Linked DNA regions of Mus musculus: regions 1, 2, 3, 4, 5 and 6 are each linked to region 7. The links are chromatin contacts, called in public HiCAR-type and promoter capture Hi-C maps. All regions are on one chromosome and are shown on one strand. The core of a region is the stretch at or near the end of the contact, and the rest is flanking DNA. Distances in the headings are between cores, read along the strand shown.

Evidence for each region. Promoter capture Hi-C pulls out the DNA fragments that hold promoters and counts their contacts. HiCAR-type assays count read pairs that join an accessible place to other places.
Region 1: a promoter capture Hi-C map of liver shows a contact between it and region 7, with 5 times the contacts expected there. The contact joins the promoter of Ube2j1 here to the promoter of Orc3 in region 7. A contact is called at or near these places in 4 of 39 promoter capture datasets (the 3T3-L1 cell line, hippocampal neurons and liver), 3 of 115 datasets of contacts at active chromatin or transcription factors (astrocytes, embryonic forebrain and forebrain) and 2 of 9 other capture datasets (adipose tissue and liver).
Region 2: a promoter capture Hi-C map of liver shows a contact between it and region 7, with 2.4 times the contacts expected there. The contact joins the promoter of Rragd here to the promoter of Orc3 in region 7. A contact is called at or near these places in 2 of 39 promoter capture datasets (hippocampal neurons and liver).
Region 3: a contact with region 7 is called in a promoter capture Hi-C map of liver, with 7 times the contacts expected there. The contact joins the promoter of Mdn1 here to the promoter of Orc3 in region 7. A contact is called at or near these places in 6 of 39 promoter capture datasets (the 3T3-L1 cell line, 3T3-L1-derived adipocytes, cranial neural crest and 2 more) and 2 of 9 other capture datasets (adipose tissue and liver).
Region 4: a contact with region 7 is called in a HiCAR-type map of astrocytes, with 4 times the contacts expected there. The contact joins the promoter of Pnrc1 here to the promoter of Orc3 in region 7. A contact is called at or near these places in 2 of 39 promoter capture datasets (the C10 cell line and liver), 1 of 484 Hi-C or Micro-C datasets (B cells), 2 of 115 datasets of contacts at active chromatin or transcription factors (astrocytes and neural tube) and 2 of 9 other capture datasets (adipose tissue and liver).
Region 5: a contact with region 7 is called in a promoter capture Hi-C map of liver, with 6 times the contacts expected there. The contact joins the promoter of Lyrm2 here to the promoter of Orc3 in region 7. A contact is called at or near these places in 4 of 39 promoter capture datasets (the 3T3-L1 cell line, cranial neural crest, hippocampal neurons and 1 more) and 1 of 9 other capture datasets (adipose tissue).
Region 6: a contact with region 7 is called in a HiCAR-type map of astrocytes, with 4 times the contacts expected there. The contact joins the promoter of Pm20d2 here to the promoter of Orc3 in region 7. A contact is called at or near these places in 4 of 39 promoter capture datasets (cranial neural crest, hippocampal neurons and liver) and 4 of 115 datasets of contacts at active chromatin or transcription factors (astrocytes, embryonic forebrain, large pre-B cells and 1 more).

Annotation. Positions count from the first base shown.
Region 1 is chr4:33,029,923-33,032,742 of GRCm38.p6, reverse strand. Ube2j1 (ubiquitin-conjugating enzyme E2J 1) reads right to left here and starts at 1,363. Exons shown (of 8, transcript NM_019586.4): 1 at 1,127-1,363. The coding sequence starts at 1,157. 4933421O10Rik (RIKEN cDNA 4933421O10 gene) reads left to right here and starts at 1,420. Exons shown (of 2, transcript NR_036602.1): 1 at 1,420-1,886; 2 at 2,222-2,820.
Region 2 is chr4:32,981,439-32,984,304 of GRCm38.p6, reverse strand. Rragd (Ras-related GTP binding D) reads right to left here and starts at 1,307. Exons shown (of 7, transcript NM_027491.2): 1 at 698-1,307. The coding sequence starts at 842.
Region 3 is chr4:32,655,827-32,658,764 of GRCm38.p6, reverse strand. It overlaps Mdn1 (midasin AAA ATPase 1), which reads right to left and starts at 1,646. Exons shown (of 102, transcript NM_001081392.1): 1 at 1,413-1,646. The coding sequence starts at 1,514.
Region 4 is chr4:33,247,502-33,250,569 of GRCm38.p6, reverse strand. Pnrc1 (proline-rich nuclear receptor coactivator 1) reads left to right here and starts at 1,783. Exons shown (of 2, transcript NM_001033225.2): 1 at 1,783-2,622. The coding sequence starts at 2,173.
Region 5 is chr4:32,798,253-32,801,538 of GRCm38.p6, reverse strand. Lyrm2 (LYR motif containing 2) reads right to left here and starts at 1,280. Exons shown (of 3, transcript NM_175364.4): 1 at 1,204-1,280; 2 at 789-929; 3 at 1-396. The coding sequence starts at 1,248. The coding sequence ends at 316.
Region 6 is chr4:33,188,433-33,191,601 of GRCm38.p6, reverse strand. It overlaps Pm20d2 (peptidase M20 domain containing 2), which reads left to right and starts at 1,865. Exons shown (of 7, transcript NM_001034867.2): 1 at 1,865-2,671. The coding sequence starts at 2,222.
Region 7 is chr4:34,613,222-34,616,229 of GRCm38.p6, reverse strand. Orc3 (origin recognition complex, subunit 3) reads left to right here and starts at 1,288. Exons shown (of 20, transcript NM_015824.4): 1 at 1,288-1,365. The coding sequence starts at 1,321. It overlaps Rars2 (arginyl-tRNA synthetase 2, mitochondrial), which reads right to left and starts at 1,273. Exons shown (of 20, transcript NM_181406.4): 1 at 1,204-1,273. The coding sequence starts at 1,239.

The DNA of each region.
Region 1 (2,820 bases), core at 114-2,613, 1.6 Mb after region 7:
TTTCTCTGACCTTTTTTAACTCTTCAGGTTTTAAGTGATGGGCTGAAGACAGAGACATGTCCCATTAAAATTCAGCCATATAATTCTTACACAGGCGTGGTCAAATTTTAAACAAACACCGTAGAAATGACTAATTCTACATCTGGTCCCTAAGGCCACTTACTTATCAGCATTCAAGCTAACAACATTCTGTTCAGCCAATATTCTCTGGCTTTTCCTTTATATATTCTAAAAATTTAAAATATATATATATTTTTAAAAAGATTCACAATACCAACTCTTTCCCATAAAGATATCAGACTTAAGTCCAAACTAAGAAGCAGTGTGGGAAAGAAAACAAACGGTGACGAGAGTTCTAGTTCAATGATCATCAATACCCTGAGGCTTATTATTCAGAGCTAACAGGGAGGAGTTTTTTCCCCCTGACAAATTATCAAAGTACATTTTTTAGGCTCCAGTAATTTGTGCTACGTCTGCCTTAAAAGATATGACAACTGATAATGGGTTTTTTGTTTTTTGTTTTTGGCATTGTTTTTAGTGCACCAGAAAATAACTGGAGGCCAGGATTGTCTGAGGGCATTAACTGAAGGAAAGAAATTCAAAGTAGCAATCAACCCCCCCAAATCATGGTTAATTCCCAAGTGCACAGCTCAACTAGTTTAGCTACAGGACATATTTTTTTTTTCTACGTCTATAAATTCTCCCCCAAATACTGAAATTGGATATTTCAACCACAATAAAAATGGGATATTTCAAATGTGAGTCAAACACCTAACAAAAGTTCGTCGGCAGAGGCGGAGGGGACACGAAGGACGCAGATGCGGCCAGGGATGGTCAGTAGTGCGGACCGTCGTCGCCTTCGCACCTGCCCTTGGCTCGGCTGTCTCCTGCTTCGCTCCGCAGACACCGGGAGGAAGAGGCCAGGAGCGGAGGAGCGCCAGCGCATCGGGGGATCCGCAGCGGCCGCCCGCTCTGCGGCCTGCACCCCCGGACCGGCCGCGGCCTCGCGTAAAGCGCGAGCCCGGAGCAGCCGCGAGGGCCGGCGGACACGAGCGGGCCGAGGCGCCGCGCTCTGAGTCCCGGGTCCCCCGCCCGTCCGCCCGCCCGCCGCCCCAGCCCGGCTCACCCGGGCTCTTCAGGTTGTAGCGGGTCTCCATGGCGGACGTCCCCGCTGCCGCTCTCGTCGGCGCCGCAGCTGCCCGGGTCTCGCGCGGCGGACGCGCCTAGCGAGGGCCTCCGCTGACACCGCCCAGTCCAGCCCGACCGCGGGCGAGGTGCGTGCCGCGGGGTCCGCCTCCCTGAGGGCCGGCCGGGCGCCGGGGCGTCGCCGAACGGGGCGCCGGGCTGCGGACGGCCTGCGGGACTGACGTCCCGGCTGACGCGCCGCTGCGTCACCGCCGGCGCCGGGTCTGTGAAGTCGGCCTGACGTGGCGGGCGCTTCGTGGCGGTCGGTCACTCGGCAGCGGCGGTCCCGCGAATCCCGCCCGCCCGGCAGCCCTGGGGAGACGGGCGGCACCCTCGTCGTCCCCTCGGCCCAGCCCGGGAGACCGACTCGCCGCGGGCCCTTCAGGGGTTCCCGCGGAGCTCGCAGGGAGCTCGGAGGAACGGCGCAGCCCGGAGCGGCGGGCGGGCGAGCGCGGCCTGGGACTGCGGCGCCGTGATGTGCGCTTCTCCGAGCCCGCAGTTGGCCTCGGTGCGATGGACGGGAGTGGCCCCTAGCTCCGCGGTGCGGTTAGCTAAGGCAGCGTTTTTCGGGGTGCATCAGAACCTCCCAGAAATAAAACCAAGGGGTCGCCTGGAATGTTAATAAAAACGCATAAATGGGACAGGTCGGTCTGAAAGAGATGCGGTGCGTTTGTCTTTTCGGATCATGGAGGACAGAGAAAGTAAGGTTCTGGTTCGGACGGCTTACCGAGATAAAAGGGCCTCAAAAAAGGGAGGGAGCCAGCGGAGATTAGAGAAGGTTATAGGTGGAATGAAGATTAACCAATTAGACAGATTAGTGTTCTTGTTTAACATTGTCAAATGTGTTTGTGGGAATGTCAGTAATTTTTCCCAGCCGTCTGAAGGAGGAGGGAAAAAAAAAAGATTTAAGTGGCATCTTCTAAGCCATTAAAGGCGATGTTTTCTGAATAGTACGGTGATAATCTGAAGAATAGAGAAGCAAGCAAAACCGAGCTTCAATGTGCTTCTCCATTAAGCTTTCATTCTTTGTGTTCAGTCCTCAAATTTAGCATCCAGCAACCTGCGCTGCTCCGACCGGCCCCATGACCAGGCCTGCCGAGGGGGTGTAGTCGTTCCCATCCGCCCGCCAGCCAGACTCGGAAGGCACTTTGCCCTGAGGCTCTCCTCTTCCTCCCAACAATGGAGATAAGGATGTTTCTCTTTTATTTTATTCTTGAAGCCACATCACCTCGTCCTTGGGGGCTCTTCCTTAGGTAAAAGACAGCAACAAATCCGGCATTGAGTTATGGGCCCATGGCAAAGCTTAATTATAATCACTGCAAGAGAAAAGTCAACTCTTAATTTTTTTCTAAATATAAACATGTACAGAGAGGGTAAATATGATTTTTTTTTAAAAAAGGAGTAAATGCTAAAAGTTACTAATTGCTTGACTGTTAACTGGGTCGGAAAGATTAATTTTCCCAGAAATGTAGGTTTGTCAAAAGAATACTTTGTTTCTTCAGAACAAATTCCCTCCTAGAAGAAAGTAACAATTTTCAGCAAACAAAAAGATTCCATCCCAAATTAAAATTTGGAAGAATTTCATCTTATTTTTTATAATAATCCTGACGATAACTTTAAAAAATAAAAAACAAA
Region 2 (2,866 bases), core at 58-2,557, 1.6 Mb after region 7:
TAAAACTCCTGTCACGGGTACTTTCATTCCTCGGTTTCTTTAGTGTGAGACACTAAAGAGATTAATCCTTTCTCTGGGATATTTACAACTCGGAGAACGTTAACAGCCCCGTTCAACTGACCTTTTAAAGTGACCTTCCGCTTTTGTGGGGAAAAAAAATTTTTTTAAATTAAAGAAAAACATTCTGGAATCCTAAACTCAACTTCTTTGTTGTGTCCCGGGAATGAAATGCAAGCAGCCCCCAATCCGAAAGGCTAACTTCAGCTCCTTCGGCAACAACAAACAGTTGGCTTCAGCGGCCAAGGATTGCTCGCCAGGCGCCCACCCCCGGGTGCGACACGAGATGCATTCAGGGTGTCTGGGGACCTAGAACCCCGCGGTCTCCCGGGAGACGCGGATACCACCTGCAGCGCGGGCCCCGCCCCAGCGCCCCGGTCCCACGCCGCAGACCCTCCCGCGGCCACGGCGGGGAAGAATGACACGCGCAGCTGTGGGCGACCCAGCCGGCACGCTGCCGCCAGCTGCTTCTTTTAGCTCGACATCCGACCCTGCTCCCCGCCGCCGTCTGCAGCCCGGCCGCTCCCCTCCCCCACCGCAGCGCCCCGGACCCGCGCGTCCCGCATCCCCCCCACCCCCAACACACACACACACATCGCTCCCAGGGCGGGGACCGCGAGCGCTCGGCCGGTTGGCTCACCTCCCTCCTCCGGCCCGCTGTCCAGCTCGGCGTCCGAGGACTCGGGCCCATCCTCGTAGCCCGCCAGCCCCACCAGCTCATCCTCCTCCTCGTCCTCGCCGCCGTCCTCACCCTGCGGCTGCGGCTTGCCCAGCACTTGGCTCATCACGCCCACGCTTGCCTCCAAGGTCCCGCGTGGGCCGAGTGGCCCGCAGCGCCCTGGGGCCGCGCCTGGTGAGCAAGGGGGTGGCAGTGGAGCCCAGCCCCCTCCCTGCCGCTGCTGCCCGAGAAGCCAGCCGGAGCGCGGCAGTTCTCCCCGGGAGCGCGAGGGAGTGACTGCGTGACCCGAGTCACCTGACGCTTGTCACACACACACACACACACACACACACACACACACACACACACACACACGCAGCACCACCGGGCGCGCGCTCGCCGGCCGCAGCCACCGCTTGCTCGGCCACACACGTTCTCCCCCTAGAGAGAATTCGGGTGTCCAGAGCGCACTGGCCACCGCCCTCGGGGACTTCTGCTCGCTTTCTCTGCAAGCGTGGCCCGGGGACCACCCGGACCCTGCCGCCTGCTTTCTGCAGTGCCCCTGGCTTGTGCTGCGGTCTTCAGGCTTTCTACCCACACCCTACCCACCTCCACCCCACCCACCTCCACCCCACCCCAGTCTACCCCACCCCCACTAGGCTGCCCCTCAACTGTGCGGTACTCAGGCCCCACCCCCACCGCCACTCCAGCCTGCGGGAGCTGGGAGAAGTGCACAGTGGTGGGGTAGTTTCCATAGCAGCTGCCTCCTAAAGTGCCTTTTAGTTCAAAGGATTTCCCAGCAAGAATACTCCAAACTGTGGTCTACGTAGACATGTTTCCGGAGAAGTCACATGTCTCGTGATTTATATATAAACATGCTATACTAAATGATTCCTTTGCAACCTTCGGGAAAACCTAAAGTGTATAACGCCCTCGGGGCTTCTTATGCCCCAACTGCTATTGTCTCATTGGTGTAGTCCCACGTGTTTTAGGGCTTTTGTGGGAGGTGAGGGGCAGCTCTCAGATTGGAATAGAAGCGATGTGGGATGAGGAGGTGCTCTCCTCCTTCGCCAGCTGCTCAGCACAGTGTGAGCACCCTTTTCTGGGGTGGGGGGTGAGGGAGAGAAGAGGAGGGAGGGAGGGAGGGGGAGAGGGAGAGAGAGAGGGAGAGAGAGAGAGGGAGAGAGAGAGAGAGAGAGAGAGAGAGAGAGAGAGAGAGAGAGAGAGAGAGAGGAGAAAGTCACGTGCATAAACTTCCTTCAGTTAAACAGCGGGCCAGCAAGGTGATCCGGATCCTGCAGGTGCCAGCAGCTCAGCAGGTGGGGAGAAAGGCAGCTCAGCCTGGACACTTGCGGCCCGGGACAGGGCTTCCTAGGGGTCCTCGGAAAAATCTGGGTAGGAATAGGGTTACTAATCCGTGACGCATGTCCTGGATTTCTTCTAACTGGGTGGCTGCTTTCAACAGGAAAGCTTCTCCAAGGAGAGGCAGTAGAACTCTTGTCTGCATGGTCAAGGTCGTTCCTATGCCACATACAAAGATGTGAACTGAAAAAGGCTTTTGAGCGAAGAAACAGTTTTGCAGATATATAAGCAGCAGAATTTAGGGAGTACAGTCAAAGATTATCAGGTGGGAAGCTCACACCACCTCCAAATTTAGTGGGAGGAAGTGAAGGGAGCCAGTTCTGTAGAGCAGCCAGGTAGCAGCACCCCCACACCACCCCACATCCCCGCCCCCACCCTCCCCACCCTCTGGCCAAGCAGATAACAGAAGAGGGCCCTGGCTGCTTTCCTTCTTCCTATCTCTGTGTGGTCTCCTGGGAATGACTGCCATTGGTCCAACACACCCAGAAACCCGTGGGCAAAGGAAGACTGAAACCAAGTGGAGGCCAAAGGGTGGATGGAGAAAGCCGACTCTCGTTACTCTCCCCACCGGAAGGAAGCAGCCTTTTCTGACCCTCATGAGAACACCTTTACCACAGAGTTGGTAGACGTTTCAAATGAGCCATGACTCTCAGGTGCTCTCAGAACTCATTTCTCACTGGCGATTTTACTTCTATAGCGAAGAGAGTGGGCTTTGTGGCTCATCCGGTTGGTAGTTTTTGTCTCTCCAGCGCCTTGTCAAACCCCATGTGCTGGGCAGCAGCAACTTAA
Region 3 (2,938 bases), core at 397-2,896, 2.0 Mb after region 7:
AGGAGGCAGAGGCAGGCAGATTTCTGAGTTCGAGGCCAGCCTGGTCTACAGAGTGAGTTCCAGGGCAGCCAGGGCTACACAGAGAAACCCTGTCTCTTAAAACCAAAACCAAAACAAACAAAAAAACCATTTTCTCTCTAGAGTGCCTATTCATGCTGAGTCCACCTACAGCAATTTTGATAAGGGAGCCACACAGGACAGACATCCAGGAGATGTATCCCACTAGGTTTGGTTTTTCACATTCAATTTAGTATCAGAAAAGCCTTTTGAGCCAAGCTGGTCTTGACACCTGCCTTGAATCCTAGCAGTCTATGTAGAGGCCAACCTGGTCTACACAGTGAACTCGGAGACATACAGAGCTACATAATAGAGATGTTATCTCAAAAGGAAAAAACAAACAAGATGCCTTTTGGCTAAGGGTGTAATTCAGTGACAGAAAGTAGGTTCAACACCTCGGGAAAAACTCTCAGAATTTTCTCTGGCGAATTCTACAATGCTGCAAATGGCTCAGGTTCATTCATCTACAACAGTGACTTTCAACCTTCCTAATGCTACAATCCTTCAATACAGTTCCTCATTTTGTGGTAACCCCAAATCATAAAATTATTTTCGTTGCTAACTCATAACTGTAATTTTGCTACTGTTATGAATCGTAATGTAAATATGCTGGTCTTAGGCGACCCACAGGTTGCGAACCACTGGATGGGCTACACTGCTGTTGACTGCTAAAACAATGGAGTGTGTATGTACTTTATGCACTCTTGGCTGAGAGTTTTACAAAATTAAAATCACGTCTCTCTTGACTCAAGCTTACAGACAGAGCAGGTAAGGAAACTTAGAAAGAAATTAAAACGCAAAGTGAAAACTTGTCTAGTAAGGATGCTCAACTCAGGCAAAAGCCAATACGGCAAAGCTCTTGAAAACACATGACTCATTTGGTAAAAAAAATAAAAATAAAAAAAATAAAATTTAAAAAGTCTTTCATCTCCCAATTTAACTGTCTTGTTAAAACCTTCAGCTGTTTGTTATGAACGGTCACCGAAGAAGACGCGAACTCCCCGGGTGTAGAGACAAGATTTTTGCGTCTCCTCAGTGGTGTATTGAGACGCCCAGAAAAAATACTATGGATGTTCGTCAGTGGGCCAAAGGGTCAAAGTAAAGAAAAGCATCCTTAAAAGCATCCGAGGGGTGGGGAAAGGGAAGGAAAAGCACGTGTCTGGGGGGTGGGGAGGCGGACAGAAGCAGCCTCGCAGAAAAACCAACCGCGCCGATTCCTGAAGGGCATGAACTCCACCAGGGCCTGAGCGCCGGGCAGGGGGCGAGGAAATGGAAGCTGACCCCGAAAAACAAAGGCCCTTTCCCGGGACTCGGCGCTCCGCGACCCGGGCCCGCCTCCCTTCGCCCACGCTCACCGACTTGGCCAGGAACCTGTTCAGCTCGCCGCTGCTCTTCTCGTTCTTGGCGGCGATTAGCCGCAGCGGCCCGGATACCAGCTCCACAGAGAGGTGCTCCATAGTCTCCGGCCGCGGCCACGGGGCCGCGGGGTGACGGCCGAAAACCCACGACGGCAAGAAGACCCCCGAAAGCCGGCAAGCAGACACACACGTGGTGAAGGAATTCACGTTGCGTCATCAACCCGCGGCGGCGCGACTACTGCCACGCCCCCGTGGGCGGAAATGCGTCACTGCCGCGCCACTGCTAGTAGGAAGGGAAGCGGAAGTAGCTTTTGAGGTTAGCCGGTTGACTGATCCTTCTGAGAGTGAAATTCGCGTCGCCAAACGAGGAGCTGCCGGCGCGTGCGACCTAAGCGCACAGTGACTTACTCTGTATCAACACAGGTCCTGTGTGAAAGATAAGCGGATTCGCTGTCCAAGATTGTTGCCCATAAAAAGAGTGACCTTTTGAGAAAAATGGCCCTGAAGTATTCTTACAAATCCTGGAAATAATTGCTTAATTAAAAAAAGAGTAGGAGTTAGTGAGATGCCTTAGTCGGCTAAAAGCTCTTGTAATGCAAGCCTGATGCCCAGAGTTTGATTTGTGACCTCTATTTTACACCATGGCACGTGTGGGCCTTCACACACTTCGCGCATACTCCCCGTAGTAATAATGATTCCAGAAAGGCTGCGGAGTGCACAAAGTTAGAATTGTTAAGATGAAGGTCACGAACAAGTTAAACCTATAATGATGTCAAACAAAATATATTGAGAGGGATTGACAATAAAGAAGCCCATTACCAGCATAGTGCAGCTTACAACCATTTGTAACTCCATCTCTATGAGATAAAACGCCCTCTTCTGGCCTCTGTGGCATACATACATACATACATGTGGCACACAACACACACACCAGTTTTTGTTTTGTTTTGTTTTTTTGAGATAGGATTTCTTTGTAACCCTGGCTGTCCTGGAACTTGCTCTGTAGACAGGGCAGGCCTCTGACCTCAGAGATCCGCCTGCCTCTGCCTCCCCAGGGCTGGGATTGAAGGCGTGACTTTAACACCTGGCTGCTTTGCTTTTTGGTGGTGAGAACTGACTAGATGACTCAGCAGTTAAAAGATGCTTTCCCCTAAGTCTGGCAAACTGATTTCAATCTCTGAAACCCACCCAAAGAACTTGGATAAAAGTTTACTCTAAGTGCAGAGAAAGGAAGCTTCTTCCAGCTGTGGAGGCACTAACAATGAACACCCAGAAAGGCATTCAACCCCCAGAGCAGCAGCAGATTGGTATATTGTGGAAAGTGTCACACCAAAAATGAAATAAAATCCAGGGATCCAATCAGATGCAGAGGATATGGATACAGAATAAAGTACAAGAAAAGGACTAGCCGGCCAGTGGTGTATGCCTTTAATCCCAGCACTTGGAAGGCAGAGGCAGGCAGATTTCTGAGTTCAAGACCAGTCTGGTCTACAGAGTGAGTTCCAGGACAGCCGGGGTTACAC
Region 4 (3,068 bases), core at 534-3,033, 1.4 Mb after region 7:
CGGAGTCCAGAATCTGAAAGTAAAAGAGATGAAAAGGAAGTTACCAAAAGGTCATTTTTCTACTCTGGCAAGTGGTGGGTTCCAAACTTTGACTAGGAGATAGCTGTCTCTTGATGAGCCTCAACAGAGTCCCGATCAAGGGAACTGCATGCAACGACTACCACTTCAGAAGTGCTCACCCTGACATCATTTACAAGAAGGGCTGAAATCGCCCGGCTTGGTAGCGCATGCCTTTAATCCCAGCACTTGGGAGGCAGAGGCAGGCGGATTTTTGAGTTTGAGGCCAGCCTGGTCTACAAAGTGAGTTCCAGGACAGCCAGGGCTATACAGAGAAACCCTGTCTCAAAAAAAAAAAAAAAAAAAAAAGGTCTGAACTGAAATCAGGAATGGATATTCCTGACTTTCACCATCATCTGTTCACTATCAAAGAATCAATGTACTGGGAGTGGCTGTGTAGAAAGAAGTAAGATGTCAGGGCTCCCTTCTGGGATCTCTAGCCTGAGAACAAAGACATTCCCTACTGCTGGCCAAAGACAATGGAACTATTCCCTGCCTCTAACCTCCTAGCTCATTCCCATCTTCTGTTCTCCTCACAGTGTGTGTGTGTCTATGTGTGTGTGTGTGTGTGTGTGTGTGTGTAGTGGAAGCAGGTTTGCGGCAGAATGTGTTTGGAAGTCAGAGGGCCACTTTGTGGTTTTGGCTGTCTTTCATTTTTAGGTGGCTTACAGGGATGGGACTCAGGCTGCTAGGCTTATATAGCAAGCATTTTAATTACTCACTGATCCATCTAGATGCCCTGCTCTTTTTATTATGAGGCAGAGTCTCATTAAATTCCCTACACTAGAAATTTCCCATCCTCTACTTCTGCCTCTCCAGGAGCTAGTGTTACAGGTCTTGACCTTGCCATACCTAGACCAGAGTTCAGATTCTTCTGTTAATTTTTTAATGATTTGTGTCTAATTCTTTAGTCTCTTGTATGCCTTACTGTAAAATGATTAAAAAAAAATTATTGGACAATGGTGACATGGGCCTTTAATCCCAGCACTAGGGAGGCAGAGACTGGTGTATCTCTGTGTTCGAGGCCAGCCTGGTCTACAGATCGAGTACAGAGTACAGCCTGGGCTACACAAAGAGTAACGCCATCTCGAAGAAAGAAAAAAGAGGAAACTAAATAAATAAAGCCCCAATCATTAAAGAAGTATGTTTCAAACAAGATGAATTACAGAAATTGGTTCTGAGGTCCTATTTGGTAACTGGTGTCTACAGTTCTTTTCTGTATTAAACTGTGAGTAGAGAATTCTGTTAACCCAGTTAGCTAGCAACTGTAGCAGAGCTGTTTTCTCTGGGTGGGACAAAGGCCAATTGGTTGGCAGCAGCATCAAGTTTCAGGGGCAATGTGAGATCTCAAGAGACTCCCAGAGATCTTTAGCTATAAAGGCAGTAAAAAATTAAAGGCCCATTTTCGGCATTATAGAGTACTTCTGATGAGCTGAAGAATCCTTCAGTAAACCCTTTTTTATTTTCACCACCAGGGTTAATTGGCAGCGTCGGAAAACCGAATGAGAAACCACATAGCCAAATTTCACTGTAGGTTAAATGGAGGCAGATCTTCACCAGTGCTGTAAATCCTTAGTGAAATAAATCCTTAGTGTTCTCCGAAATCTCTTAAAATTTTTATGTAGGGCTGAAATCGAAAACCTACAAAGCAGTCCTTTCTGGAGGTCAGAAGCTTCCTAGTTCCTCCACCGCCTCTCTCCTCCTCCTCCCCTGCCCCACCCCCAGGCTACCCCAAAGGATCGCTGCCAGGGAGGTGAGGCAGAAGTCGAACTTCATTGTTCACGGGACACTCTCGGTAAGAGCCCGTTGGGCGCGCCTGCGCAACGTGCGCTCTTTGTGAAGGGCTGCAGCAGGCTGCTTGTTTGTGTCTTGCCTCGGGGCGCGGAGGCGGGACCGAGGGAGTGGCCTGGCAGGCGCACGCGGATTGGGCCGCCGCAGGGAGGTGGGCGGGCACGGGGCGGGGCCTCGGGTAACAACACTGGCCGCGGTGGCCAGCGCTATTTGTTGCTGCGCCGCCTCGCCCGAGTCATGGTCCTTGCTCCGAACCTTCCAGCAGCAGCCTCCGCCGCCGCCCCGTGACTCCTGCTCCCCGCCTTTCTGCCGAGTCCCCGCGCCATGACCGTCGTCTCCGTCCCACAGCGAGATCTCGCTCTGAGCGGCCGCTTAGCGCCGCTCGGGTTCCTCGGGGCCCTCCCGATGGTGAACCCGGCCCCGCCGCCCTTGCCGCGCCTTCCGGACCCGCGCGCGCTGCCACCCACCCTCTTCCTGCCGCACTTCCTCGGGGGGGACGGGCCGTGCCTGGCGCCCGCGCCTCGCACCACCGCGCCGTCCGGCTGCACCTTGGCCCCGGCGGCTGCCCCGCGGGCGGCGCCCAAGAAGCGGCGGAAGAAAAAGGTGCGGGCCAGCCCGGCCGGGCAGCTGCCCAGCCGCTTCCACCAGTTCCAGCAGCACCGGCCGAGCCTGGAGGGTGGTCGCAGCCCGGCGCCGGGGCCAATCGTCGCGCAGGAGGAGCGAGGTCTGGCGGCCACTGCCCTGCTCCACAGACAGCCCCCACTCGCGAAGGAGGTAGGGCCGGTGGGGGCGGGGCGGCTGTTTACTCGGGAGGGAAGTTTCCGTGACGCTCGCTCGAGTGGTGGGGCGGAAGCGGGAGGGGGGCTGGGCGGCTGCGCTGGCGCCGCCCATTGGCTCCGGAGCCAGCCAATGGGAGCGGCGGCTACGGCCCAGCAACAGCCTGCATTTAGAAGCTTGGCGGCGCTCCAGGGGGTTTCGGCGTTCGGGGCTCAGGGACCTGCGGAGGGCTGACGTCAGCCCGCTACGTGCAGCGCTCTGGGGCGCTCATGAAGGCGGTGCTGGGTGGGGGCGGAGGCGCAGGCGCAGGCGCGGTGCCCAGTGGGGCACCGGGCGGGCGGGACCCACGCACAGCCAGATCCGCTGAGTCGGACTGCTGTTGGGAAGTTGGCAGGAGTCTCCGTCTGATGCCCGACGCGAAGGTGTCCCGGGCCCTGTGCAGG
Region 5 (3,286 bases), core at 31-2,530, 1.8 Mb after region 7:
ACCAAACTTCTGTCCTTGGCAGCAAGAGTCTTCATGAGGAGCTATCTTTACCAGCCCTGTCCTCATTGCCTTTCTAAGAATTGCTAACTAGTCGTCTGTTTTTCAAAGGGGCTGCCATTTCACCTTCCCTCTGAGCAATTGAGGATTCCAACCTCTCATCTTGACATTAGTTCACGTTTAATTATTACAGCCACGGACTGTAGTGGAAATATTAACACGCTTCACTTATATTCTTGATCAGAGTGATTATCACCTTTTTGGGTGCTCTATGACAGTGGCTCGGAGCCTGTGCAAAACACATGAAAAATCTTCCAGTTACGAGTTGGCTAAGGCAAGCGTCCTTTCTAGTTCCTTTAGCTGCATATTGCCTTGGGTTATCATCATTCGGATTGTATCCTGTGGAGGAAAGGACAATCTAGTCATTGTTTTACCAGCTTAACCACGGCAAAGTTCTATTATTGTATCTGGTACAGTCAAGAACCAACAGTGGCTGTTACAGGTTGTAGCTGTGGGCTTACCAATGCCCAAGGCACTACATTCAATCCTGTCACCAAAAGGCACTCCCCCCATCCACCCCCCCCCCCCAAAAAAAAACAGTAGTGTGAAGTGGAAAGCTGGACGCTAGGCTACACAATACAAAGCCAGATGTGCTGCAAAACAAATGTAAAATACCCAGTGGGCAGTGAGCAAATTCTCTGTGGCATATTCCAAGGTGTTCGCTAAACTTCACAAGCTCAGTGATACAATGGGACAAAGGAGCCGTGGCCCCAGCGTGGTCTTGCTCTCACCTCTTCTGTGGCACTTTTGTTTCTTTTAAATTCTTCCCTGGCCCAATCCTGAAGGTATTTTCGGTCAGAATCACTTGGAACTTGCCTAATCGCTCGCAAAATCTTTCTGTAGAGGAGGAGAACTTGCTGCCTTCTCATGAACTGCTCAAGGGAAGGAGAAAGACAAGTTACCACAAACCAGCCGGCTCCACTCAGCAAGCAGAAATAGCCCTTTGGTCCTCGCTAGCAAACAGAACAAGAGAGAATCCTTGCGGACCGGCGGGCGGGCGGCTTGCGAGGGCGGGGCACGCCTAGCAGCTCCGCCCTCGGGAGGCTGAGGCTGTCGGCCGAGGCCCGCGGTGGCCGCGGCGAGCCAGGTCGCAGGGGGAGCGCGACCACACAGGACACCTCCGCGGGGCTGAGAGATCAGCAGTACCTGCTTCAGCGTCAGGGCTGCGGGAGGCAAGCGGGATGCCGCCATGTTGCCCACGGAAGCTGCTGCGGCTCAGGAGCGGAAGTGGCCCTCGGGCACCCTGGTCACGGAAGCGGAAGGAGGAGACGGATGCGCGAGTCCTGGGTTTTCCGCGGAGAACCCAGGAGCTCGGTCGCTTTTACGGGAGGGGAGAAAATGTGTGCCTTTTGAGCACCCTTGCTGTGTATAACTGAGAAGACCGCCATTATGCTGGCAAATTCCGTTTGCATCCTGGAAGCTTCTCTTTTTCTCTACACTTTATCCTACAGCACGCAGGTCGCCTCGATCGTTGCGACTCCGTGCGCTTTCCCTACTCGTGTGCCCTCTCGCTTTTTTGTTTTTGTCCCCCACATCACATACCCAGAAGTCAGGTTATTGAATCTGCTTCTCGTGTTTTGTTTTGGTTTTTCAATTTTTCTCTAACATGGGACGTTGGGGATCAAACCTGTATCATCAGGTTTGGGGCAAAGCACCTTTAATGTCTGAGCCATTTCAATGGCCCTTGGATAATTTCTTTATATAGAGAGCTTTAACTCTACATTAACATATTTGTTTCTTTTTTTGGTTTTTCGAGACAGGGTTTCTCTGTGTAGCCCTGGCTGTCCTGGAACTCGCTCTGTAGACCAGGCTGACCTCAAACTCAGAAATCCGCCTGCCTCTGCCTCCCAAGTGCTGGGATTAAAGGCGTGCGCCACCATGCCCGGCTAACATATTTGTTTCTTTTGAGACTTTACAATATTGTCTTCTACTCACAGCTGTTGTAAAAGTGTATTATTATGATCAGTTTTATATTTACTCCACGTAAGTTATTTTCATTTATGACACACTATGGATCTAAGTTCTTTTCCAGCCACTAGACTAAAAATTCAAGATCATTTATTAAATAATTCATGACTTTCTCAGGTCATTGTAGTAATCTTTTTGAATGCAGGGTCTTTTATTGTCTAAATAATTCGATCAGTCTTGTTTTATCTCGGCCAGGTATCAAGCTATAAATTTTGCTTTTTATGTTGTTGTTCTGGCAGATCCAGTAGTTTCTTGTTAGGATATTTTCTATGACCCTTGGAAAGGCACTGAGCTAATTTCCACATCACCTGGGGATATTTATAAGATTCATAATTAGTGCTGGGTCTAAATTGGGCACCGAGAACAGGTATTTTGTACATTCTTTTCTCTACACTCATGTTAGCCACAGGCAATGTTGTCATATAGATATATACTCCCTGTCTCAAAGATTTATACTTTGAGTAGGAAAGCTTTGAAGGTCAATGCAGTGTTACTTAATTGACTGAGAGTAGGTTCTTGCCTCAAATAACTCTCAGCGCCAAAGCTCAGCGTACAGTCTTTTTAAAGACAAAAGACGCAATGCCATCATTGTCAGGTGTAAGTCAGGAATATGGTAGTATTTGTTTTGACTACACAACCAGAAGATATTTTGATTATGTATCTGAGGCCATGGAAAGTCCCAAATGTGTTGCCATAATGGATGTGACGATTCAAGGGGTTTAAGGGACTAAATATGTGCCTGAGCCAACACAAAGCAGGGTAAGATCGGGACAAAAAGACATTACCTTAGTCACTTCATTTCTCACTTCTTTTAGTGACTTTTATTTTAATTTTATTTTTTAAAATGTGTTTATTTTATATATATGAGTACACTGTAGTCATCTTCAGACACACCAGAAGAGGGCATCGGATCCCATTACAGATGGTTGGAAGTCACCATGTGGTTGCTGGGATTTGAACTCAGGACCTTTGGAAGAGCAGTCAGTGCTCTTAAACGCTGAGCCATCTCTCCAGCCCCTTTTTAGTGGCTTTTAAATATTTGATTTCTCAGAGGGAGCAGGTACTGGTTCTTCAGAATCCTTAGACCTACAAGGAGGATACAAGGACTGGGGCTGGAGAGATGGCTCAGCAGTTAAGAGCACTGACTGCTCTTCCGAAGGTCCTGAGTTCAATTCCCAGCAACCACATGGTGACTCAGAATGGTCTGTAATGACATCTGATGCCCTCTTATGATGTTTCTGAAAAGAATGGCAGTGTACTC
Region 6 (3,169 bases), core at 616-3,115, 1.4 Mb after region 7:
ACGCCCTGAGATGGGCAGTGGCTGGGCGTGAATTTACTCTTGCACTTGCGCATAAGGCTTGTTTACTAGTTAGGCACAGTGGAAGCCAGCGCCATCTTATAATGGTGATTGCTCACGGCATGGCTCTCCACACAACAAGGCCACACCTAATCCCTTTCAAGTAGTATCTCTCCCCAGTGATCATGCATTCAAATATAGGAGTCTACAGGGACCATTCTTATTCAAACCACCACAAGGGATGTTATATCTATGCTGTTAGGTGCTAGAAAATGGAACAAAAAAAAGTATGAAGACTGAAGAGAAGATACAATTTATTAAAGAGATTCAAGAATACAAATCACCATGCACAAGAAATCCATGATGTCAAAAGTAGAAACTGAATACATATATGTCTGGGTGGGCAGACTACGCAGGAGGAACCCAGCCCAGAGTTACCTATCTTTCCACCACATCAGATGACAACAGTATTACTTTGTAACAAGCAACCTAAATAGCAGCTTGTCTCTAAAGTTTATACACAAGCCTGTGTGTAGCTGTCTAATGAGAACAAACAGGATTTCCACTGCTATTGGCAGAGCTCTGCTGTAAAAATTTATTGAAGATGAATGATTGTGTCCATTGTGATATAAATAGATGATTTGTGAATTCAGATGTCACAAGCAATCAAGTGTAGTGGTTAGATGTTGTCTTTTGTGGAAATCTGTGCCCAGTACTTAGTGAGTTGTATAATCTTGGATGCCCATCTGTAATTTGAAGATAATAGTCACACTAAAAACCTCATAGGTTGGGATGAGAAATAGGTATTAACATTTAAAACATCCAGAAAAGCACTTGGTGCAGAGTGAGTGATCTTATTATTTTGACATTATTCTGGCTTTTAGCCAGTTCACTGAGCAAAATAATCTGGAGTCTCATAGATGCTGGAGGACTCCTGTAAAGGAGTTACAAGAGTAAAGTTAAGAAAATGACGGTGGGGCTGGAGGACCAGGGTTCAGTTCCCATTCACCCAGAGGGTGGCTCGCAATCATGTGTAACTCGTTTCAGGCGATCTGACGCCCTCTTCTGACCTCCTCAGGCACCAGACTCGGTGTGCACGCATACATTCAGACAAAACAAACAAAATAACACAAAAAAATGTTAAAAAAAGTTTTAAAAAAGGAAAGTGAGTCCATTCATGAATTTATATCACATTTATTGTGTTTAGGGAAAAGTTTCATTCGGTTAGGGTGTTAACTAAGGACAGTTTTTTTCACGTTAGAGTGTGACCTGGACTCTGGCGTTTTAGGGTATAAACTAGTAAAAATTGATTACAGTCTGCCTTTTTCTTCTCTTCATTCCTTCCACTTCCCTCGAGTTTACTCTGTATAGCCCTGGCTGTCCTGGAACTCACTTTGTAGACCAAGCTGGCCTCGAACTCAGAGATCCACCTGCCTCTGCCTCCCAAATGCTTGGGATTAAAGGCGTGCACTCCTTAAAAAAATCATATATATATATATATATATATATATATATATATATATATATATATATATGGTATCTTATTTGACCTAGTTGTGGCAATTTAAGAGAGGGTAGAATAGGAAGAACACGCAGAAGCTTTTAATACAAGAAAACCTCAGACTACTAATTATTAGGTGTGTATCATCAATAACAATTTTGAACTTGTATCACTCTGGAGGAAAAGGAGAGTATGACTTCTTGAATTTCCTCATCGGGTAACTTTAGACCCGTTATGAACACAAGCTGTGCAAATCATGTTACTTGGGCTTGTCAATCAAAATTTTGGATAAAACTTGTCCTATACAATTCCTCTTCTTAGGAGTTGGCGCCCCAGCTCCAGGCCGAGCCTTGAGGGCGGAGCTACAGGGCAACTCCTGACCTGGGGGGTGGGGGGTTAAGTTAGAGTTAGGGTGGTGCTGTACGGTGGGCGAGCGCGGGGCGCTGGTCGCCGAAGCCGCCGAGGGCGGCCGAGGACTGATTAGGACAGCCGAGCGGTGCGGACTGCCAAGGGCTGCCGAGGCGCCTAGCCTTGCGGAGGGCTGCCAAGGACAGCTAAGCGTTGCCAAGGGCGGCCAAGCGCTGCCAAGGTGCCGCCGAGCGTTGCATAGGACTGGCAAGGACTGCCGAGCGGCGCCGAGCGTTGCCGAAGTCAGATAAGACAGCCGAGCGCCGCCGAGCCTCGCAGAGGGCGGACGAGGAGAGACCGCAGCACGCCCGCGCCATGGGTCCGGTGGTGGAGCGGCCGGCCGAGCCCGGCACGAGCAGCGCCGCCGAGCTGGAGCTGCTGAAACGGCGAGCGGCCGAGCGCATCGACGAGGCGGCCGAGCGCCTGGGCGCGCTGAGCCGCGCCATCTGGAGCGCGCCCGAGCTGGCCTACGAAGAGCACCGCGCGCACGGCGAGCTCACGCGCTTCTTCGAGTGCGAGCCGCCGGCCGCCTCGTGGGCGGTGCAGCCGCACTTCGGGCTCCCCACCGCCTTCCGTGCCGAGTGGGCGCCGCCGGAGTCCGCGGCGGGGCCCCGCGCGCTGCAGGTGGCCTTCCTGTGCGAGTACGACGCGCTGCCAGCCCTGGGCCACGCCTGCGGCCACAACCTCATCGCCGAGGTCGGGGTGGCTGCGGCGCTCGGCCTGCGGGCTGCGCTGGAGAGCATCGCTGCGCCGCCGCCGGTCAAGGTGAGCCACTCCGGGCCAGCGCGGGGCGTGCCGGATCCAGCCCGGAGTGCCAGACCAGTCGGAGTACCAGACCGGTTATTTTTGGTGGCAGACAGCTGCAGTTTGCTCATTGGGTCGTGTGCTATCTGGAGGAAATAAATGGAGACTTAACAAACAAAAGATTTTGATTTGAATAATTGGTATTTGTATAGTAAATTTCAGTGTTTAGAACTACCAGGCTGCCAAACCACTAAAGAGCAGAACTAACGGAGAAGCTAACAAAACATTTACTACGTAGATAGGTTCATATTTAAGTGTACATTTTATTTCATATTAAACAGGCGTCTCGGTTCTTTAAGCAGGAAAATGTCGTGCATGTCTGTCTTGGGCAGGTCCGATCTTGTGTTTACTCTTTAGGATAGTGTATTTAATTCTGTGAGCAAGGTTATATGTCACAACTCAGCTCGGCTCACCCGCCAGTGGCAGTAATGTAATCCTCTGCAACAAACAATTTATCTC
Region 7 (3,008 bases), core at 39-2,538:
GCTGTGCATAAAAGCCTGCGATCATCTCTTTGGTGAGCCAATGGGGCGTGCACAGCCAATGGAGAAAACCTGAGACACCGGCACCCTTCCCCACCCTCATCCAGCCACAGGCTCCCCAACTCTGGATTTCCCGTCCCTCATTCCGGAGGATAGGCCTGCCTTAATAAAAACAGTTTCACTCTGCCTCTGTCTTCTTTCTCTCTTGCATTTTGTCTTTCCCAGACAGTCAGTTGTTTTTTGCTTGTACCATGCAATGAACTCAGCTAACAGCAGAATTGCCATTACACCTGCAGCTCCCTGGCTAACCAACCTAGCTAAACGGGTAAACTCCAGGTTCGGGGAGAAAATCTGCCTTAGGGGAGAGGGGGGAAAGGTGGACAGTGACTGGAGGAAACACAGGCAACCTGTGGCCTGTCCTCATGAAGGAACATACAAACACAGACACACAGATAACACATTAAAGTCATCTCTGTAGGCTGGAGCTTAATTCCCACAGAACTACCTAAGAAGTATATGCACCATCTTTCAGAATTGTCTAAAACAACCCAGCCACAGCGGGCCTAAGTCTGTGCTAGCACTAGCAAACTCCAGGCAGGATAGGCTGCGCTAAACACGCGAGGAGTACAGGTCAAGTGTCTTTCTCCACCTTATTTGAGGCAGACTCTCACCGAACCAGAGGCTGGAGCCACCGGTTTCTGTTTCCACCTCTCAGAAGTGTGGTTTCAGACTTCCTTAGCTATGCAGGTTTTTCAACCTAGGTTCTGGAAATTCAAACGCAGGCACAGATGCTTGTATAGCAGGCACTTCACCCGCGGAGCCATCTCCGCAGCCCTTAGCATGCCTTTTAAATCATCTATTTTATCCAATGGTCTCCAAGTCCGGATTTAGAGCTTTTCCTCGGGAGAGCATCGCCTACAGGTTTAGTAAGCTACAAAATTTCTTATTCGAGATATATCCTACCAGGTTATTCATGAGAGCAAATAAAGGGCATAAACGAAGGAGGAACATTAATTTCTACAGGGTCTAATCATGGCCTCTGGACAGTCCGCCCAGGTTAAAGCATTAAGAACGGGAAATGAGAAGACAGTGAGCACTCAGGGCTCTCGAGGATCTTCCCACTCCGCAGCGCAAGGAGGAGGCAGGGTCGGCCTAGGCTGCACCCTCCGGCCCTGGCTCCCGCTGGCTCGCCGCTCTGGACTGTACCTGACAGGCGATCGACCTACGAAAGCCACACGCCATGCCTCCCTTTCCCGCACGCCCCGCCTCCGCGCCGGAAGTCGCCTCTGCTTCCGCCAGGGCGCGCGGAAGTGTGGAGTGCGCATGCACACGGGGCCGCGGACTATGGCCACCTCCTCCGTGTCTAAGGTACGTGGGGGTGGCGCTCGCCTCAGATTCGCGGTGCCTGTTTGGCAAGTCCGACGAGGTTTGATGGGCATCAGCTCTGGCTCCGCGGAGAACAGGACTCGGGCGGCTTTGCCCAGGTCCGGGTTCGAGGCAAGCTTTGCTCTGGGCAACTAGGCCATGGCGCCAAGGCTAGGAGAGCGGCTGCCCCCAGAATGTGCTGCGTCCTGCCGCTTCCCCCACTCTTCCCCCTCCATAAATTCACACTGTGCTTTAAGTTACCGAGATGCAGATGGAGGCAAAAATAGATTTCTGTTCCCAGAAATACTCATAAGCAGCTGATCTTGAATTGGCTCATTAGCAAGGAGAAAAGTTCTAAGAGAGGAGGGACGAACCAAGGTTTCTGGGAGACCGAGGAAATTCTTGGAGAAAGTGACAGTTTGGCTAAGGTCTGAAAAATAAGAATCTTGGCAAAATATAAAGCATTAGTTTGGGAGAGCAGAATAAGATGGTCTTTGCCTTAGAATGTAGAAATAAAAGAGCGTATTAAGTAAAAAGAGCAGTTTAACCCGTGAGTGGAGAGAGGAGCATTAGGAAAAACCAGAATAAAAATGTAATTCAGATGAGTGTTTTGAGGGGTTGTGGACTACTCGATGGCAAAGGAGTGCTAGTCAAATTGTAGTTTGTAAGAGGAGAAATCCTAGGCTTGTATTGCCCCCTAGGAGCCTGTGGCTACATCTGGAATTAAGATAACTTAAAATTAAGTTTACCATTAGCAACCATATTTCAAGAATATCAAACAGGGCAGCAGATGGAAAAGAAAGGTCTATTGGTCTGTGCTGCTATGCCTTGTAAAGTAAGACTTGACTCCTGTTCTAAGAACAGAAGGACACTCCTGAAGGAAGCTGAAATAACAGACTTCTGAAAGGTTTCGTAATTGGGGCTACAGGGGAACACTGAAGTGGGCTGTCTTCTTTTATAACAGGTCTGTTAGGGGTGATGTTAACATCAGAATCAGGCAGGCAGGCAAGCAGGCAGGCAGGCAGCAACACAGCAGAGCCAGTGAAGGGAACTCTGGCCCACGGGGCAGAGTGAGACCCCTTCAGTGTTTTTACGGGGTGAACCCGCTGGAGGACATTGAAATGCTCTCTGGTTTTGGCGCACAGCCCACTAGGTTGTTGCTGGAGGTAAGCAGCGAATGACTCCTCAGTTTGTGAAGTTTAGGTGATAGATATACACTTTTTCTAACTGGGCATTCCTGAGGGGAGATGGAGCAGGGAAGACAAGGATATAAAGGCAAGTCATTTTAGTCCAAGAAACGCAACTGCCGCTTAAAGAAATTGTCACAGTTCAACAGAAATGGAGACACTTTACACATGGTACGGTTCTGGCTGAGGGTTAAGACATTTGAGAAGTGTGTTAGTGATGAAAGGTAACGGTGCACCAGACATTTAATTTTGATTAAAATGGTCAATGACAAGCAGTACCCCCAAAGACTACATTTCAAAGAGAACAAACACTGTGGTTTAATTAATTTTTTGGAGGCATGTTCTCTCGATGTGCCTTTATCGGTTTGCAACTCTATATGTAGATCAGGCTGAACTTGAACTCTCCTGCCTTCCTGAGCCTGCCAAGTGCTAGGATTAAGGGTGTGCACCACCATACCC